2 separate regions of the Arachis hypogaea genome follow, and region 2 is linked to region 1. Evidence: chromatin contacts called from public Hi-C data. All regions are on one chromosome and are shown on one strand. The core of a region is the stretch at or near the end of the contact, and the rest is flanking DNA. Distances in the headings are between cores, read along the strand shown.

Region 1 (2,531 bases), core at 24-2,523:
GAAACCTAACTACCTAACAAGAACTAAGCAAGCACATAAAACCTTTTCATAACAATGTGTATAAATTTTACAATGATTAGATTCCTAACCATAAAACAACTTTCTAAAAATGAAAAGTATTCATATCAATAAAAGTGGGATCCGCTTATTGTCACATATAAGTTGGCAACCCTTAGCTAGTAATCATATTCATCACTTATGAACCACATAATTGTTACCCTATGCAAACAGTAAATAGATTGATATTGCGATAGTATACAAACCGTTGAAACTTAAATATAGACGGCATCCATACCTTAACCGCACGCCAGTGATCCAAACACTCTCGATGTACATATTTTGATGTACCTTTGCATTTGCAAGGAGCAATGAAATCTCTGCCTGGGATGAATTAAAAGTAAAATTAACTAAATATATTTATAAAACAGGCAGATAGTAACTGGTAGGATATATCATGAACCATGATAATCTAAATGTTAAGCTAAATAATTAAGTATTCACAAATTCATATACTAGGGAATCGCAATAAATTCAAGTATCAGTAAACTGAGCTAAGAATTCAGAGTAACAACTAAAAAACTAAGAACTACAGCTAGAATTATACACGTAATAGCTCGATATAAATAGTTCAAGCTCAAATTGAGATAAAGCAAATGCATTTAAACAAATAGAGTAGAATCGTGGAACAAGCTCAGAACAGGTGATCGAATCCCTAAGCTGGAAATTAGAAACATTTAAACAGAAAAAAGAGAATGGAAAGGGCAAAATTACCATCTGTTTCGAGACAAATCCGGCATTGGATTTGTTCGGAGGAACCGGCTTCAAGGTCGATGGCGGAAGAGTGGGTGATAGATGGAGGAGGAATTAGAGGAGAAGAAACTATTTGATCCGTCATTAATTAACTAATAATCAATCAATCAATTAATTAATTAATTAATTAAAGGGAAAGTTGGAAGTTGAAGTAAGAGGAAAATGGAAGATTGGAAGGGTAAAAAGGAGAGAAGCGAGAGTGAACAGTGAAGTTGAGTTTAGCCGTCTAGGGGAAATGAGTTGAAGAGAATAACGAAAACCTTCTTGTTATTCCTAACTAATTATGTTGCTTACTGAGTGTAGGAACTAGGAAGAGTTGGTTCCACTCTATCCCTCTTATTCCTTGCTTTCCTCTTTGTATCTCTTGGGTGGAGAACAAATTTCAGTGTTCAATGATTACGCTGCGAAATTAGGAGAAAACAGTGAGACCAAGAATTGAGAATTCCCAAACGCCAAAACTAAACACAACCTTTTCAACTATGAACTTTATTTTGACAGCATGATTTGATTGAGCAAAAAACCATCAGCGACCAATCAAGTTCGATCAAATTGTTATAAATATTTTTTATATTATGCACTATTTATTGTGTATGTATTTTTCTTCATCTTTAAACGTGTTTTTTTTTCTTCTTCCTTATACATTTTTGTAACTTCTTTCTTTTCCCTTTTTTTTTTCTTTTGATATTATTGTCGTTATTTCTTTCAAAATTCAGTTTTTGTCCATTTTTACAAAAAATAAAGCGATCTCTATTAAAAAAAGACACTTTAACTTTCAACTTTTTTATTTTAGGACAATACGATATTTTATTAAAAAATTCGTTAAATAATAACAAAAATTAGTTTGTGAGAGTTTTATTTATATTTTATGGGAGTTTTAAATATCCACAAACTATTAATAAGTTTGTTTTTAAAAAATTCTTTCACCAATGGTGGTTAAGTGAAGAAAAACCATTGATAAAAATGATACCGCAAAAAATTAATTGTAGTACAATACCTTTTAAAGGAAAAAAATAGGGTTAAGCACAATTTTGATCCCTAAGATAGGGGCTGAAAATTTTTTTCGTCCCCAACCTTTTTTGTTTACAAAATCGTCCCTAAAATTTAACTTAATTTTAAGAGTAAAGGACAAATCCGTCCCTGACCTTTTTTTCTGCGGACATTTTCGTCCTCGAGGATTAGAAAATATATTTATGTCCCTGACCTTTTCAAAATGCGGATAAATTTACCCCTCCATTAAAGTGACTCCGTTGGGCTCAATAGAAAATGCTGACGTGGCTCCCGTGGCGCTGACCTGGCCGTTACGGGAGTACACGTGGCATGTAACTTTATAAAACAAGACATATTAGTCCTCTCACACCAAAATGTGTAGCTTTTCAAAACAGGACATATTAGTCCTCTCGCCCTAAAACGATGTCGTTTCAAAACAGGACATATTTCCCCCTGACTCCCTCTTCCACCATCACCTACGCTGCCCCTCCTTTCCTTGTTTTGCATTGTTATATATGATTGAATGTCAGAATTGAATTTGCCATGGGAAGATGAAGTGCTTAATTTTGGAGCGCTTTACATTCTTAATTTAGAGTTTAACTGAGTTCTGATTTTTCTGTGGTTGATGGCAGAATTTGCAAGAAAGGGCTAAACTAGTTGATGTAGGAGGAGGAAGTTCGCCCGGTGTTCCTCACAATTTAAGGTCTTATCTTCAACAATAGGGATTAGACCCT
Region 2 (2,531 bases), core at 17-2,516, 100 kb before region 1:
CCACTTACTTAAAATAAATAATTTTAAAACAAAAAAATCTACTTTCCTTCTTGATTCTATGAAAAAATGCTGACCATTCATCACCATTTTCACACAACGTCTGCTAGAAGTATTGGCCTTCCACCATCATTCTCACGCAATGTTCTAAGTCTCACCATTTTTACGTAACATCTGATGGAAGTATTGATACTCCACATTTTCAGACAATATTACATCTGAACAACTTACTGCATATATTCCTTCTAAATATTTTTTATTATTTTATCACTATTTTTTATTATTAAATTTGTATTCAAGTGTGGTATGAAATTTCAGTTTTAATTTTATAGCTTATTATTATTTTCATAGTTAATTATAACAAGTTCTTGACCTCAATAAAGGAGAAGAGAGTTCTAATAGGAGTAAAAATAAAAAATAAAAAACAGCAATAAAATATACATTGACACATATTTTATATTTATTTTTTATTTTCACCTATCATATCATACACAATATTAGTGATTAGGTTATGTAAAATCAACATTCAATATTGGAAAGTATTTGTTATCATGGTTATTTTAATATTCATTCTTTTTTATAAAAAAAAAATTATTTTTGAGTTATTTATCCAAACGCTACAACTTTAAAATAAGTACTTTTATAACTAAAAATCCAAACACAAAATAACTTATTTATAAGCTGCTTTTTTTTTTTTTTTTTTGGTGACTATTTATAAGCTGCTTTTAATAAAAGTCCTTATGTTTTAAGCTCCTTTTCTAAAAGAACTTATTTAAGTTATTTACCCAAACTGGGCTTTAGTCTTTCAAGGTTGGAAGTTGCAAAAAATTTGAGGTGGTGGAGTGATTAGGGTTTAACTAACACGTCATCTCTAAACGTTAACTCCAGGTAACTCAATTGATGGTTGGTCACTTTTGTCAAACTTTAAAATCTTTCGGAGATTATTTTGTTAATAACAAAAATCAAAATTTGTTAGCGTCAGAATCTTTCAGATACTATATAATGAATTGCAACAAAAGGCCCAATAACATAAAAAAATATCCCACAACCTTACCATTCCTCTCCCACTACCACTCACGTTGTTCACCCTCTCCTTCCTCTTTCGTTCTAATCTCGCTATTGCACCGCCTTCTAACCAGTGTCGATTACTCTCTGTTGCAGCAAGGAGTTGCGCCTCCTCCCGTTGAAGACGATGTCCACAACAGGTCTCCGAGGCCCATCATTATAGACACTCTTCCTCTTCTTTCCCACTCCCATAGCAGTGCCGTACACCATTGTCTTCACTTGGCTCAACCGCCGCACCACCCCACCACTGTGTCGTTATGCGGCACGCCTCGAGATTGCTGGTGAGTACTACCTCGCGTGAAGCAACAGTGTCTCCTCCGCCTCGAAGGACCTATGAAACTCGCTGCGACAACAAAACTGCAAACGGCTTTCCAAATCGATGCCATTGCAACGCTAGGCCAACTGCCGAATGTCGATCAGAAGTCATACGCTATAAAAGACGCATAAGAATCATGCTATTTTTTTTGGGTCGTTCGATGCTCGCCCAATACACCAGCAACTCCCATCATATGAAATGGGTTTAATGTCCAATTATGAAACCCTTGGAAAAATAGGATGAATCGAAATATAGCTGCTACACCAAAACTGGGTGCAAAGAACCAACCAGACTGACCCAGTGGATAAATCAGGAATACGGAAACAAAAACAGCAATTGGACCAGAGAATGCGATTGCATTATAAGGGCGCAATTGAACAGATCGAGCAAGTTCAAATTGACGTAACATGAAACCTATTAATGCGAAAGCGCCGTGGAGAGCAACAAAAGTCCACAGACCACCTAATTGACACCAACGGGTAAAATCTCCTTGTGCTTCAGGACCCCATAGTAACAACAAAGAGTGTGCTAAACTATTAGCAGGAGTAGAGACTGCAGCGGTTAAGAAGTTACAGCCTTCCAAATAGGAACTTGCCAATCCATGAGTATACCATGGAATCAGCTATTTCTTTGTGGCTCATTCGGTTGTTCTTTTCTACATTGGTGGATGTTTCTTTTGTTGCTGCATCAGTTCACAGGTCTGGCAATTAGCCACAATGGACGTCAGGTGTCCAGCGGCGCGGCGAAAGGTGCTGCATGGAGAGCCGCACGCGTCGCCGCAATCAGGATTGGATGCGGAGGGGAATGGAGAAGAACGGTGACATGGTGGCGCTGGGAGATGTTGCCTGGATAGCAGCGCGTCGCGGCGATGAGGATTCGACGCAGAGGGACCGGCGCCGCTCAGGGATCAGTTACGGTATATGAAGTACAGACACTTTGCTGAGTTGTCATGTCCACGTATCGGATACATTTTGGACACGACACTCATCAACACTCGTCTGACACGCGTGTTTGCTATGTCCAACTGTATCTTAATGAAAAATAAAAAAAATTCTTCTTCGAACATATTTGCACACACGTAAATACCATCACATGTCAGCGTGTTCAGCCTAATTCTTAATATGTATGATTGAAATAAAGTTAGAAATAATAT

The links. Hi-C and Micro-C count contacts between places; a contact is called where the count stands out from the background.
Region 2: a Hi-C map of leaf shows a contact between it and region 1, with 2.9 times the contacts expected there. The contact joins the enhancer-like site here to the promoter of LOC112791244 in region 1. A contact is called at or near these places in 3 of 8 Hi-C or Micro-C datasets (all in leaf).

Annotation. Positions count from the first base shown.
Region 1 is chr3:123,723,406-123,725,936 of arahy.Tifrunner.gnm2.J5K5, reverse strand. It overlaps LOC112791244, which reads right to left and starts at 1,273. Exons shown (of 7, transcript XM_025833990.3): 1 at 772-1,273; 2 at 296-381. The coding sequence starts at 895.
Region 2 is chr3:123,826,241-123,828,771 of arahy.Tifrunner.gnm2.J5K5, reverse strand. No RefSeq gene overlaps it. Among protein-coding and RNA genes, the nearest start is that of LOC112791246, 7.5 kb to the left of the region's middle. Within about 2 kb of position 1,266, at least 1 of the 3 cell types and tissues checked has open chromatin away from gene starts, as enhancers often do.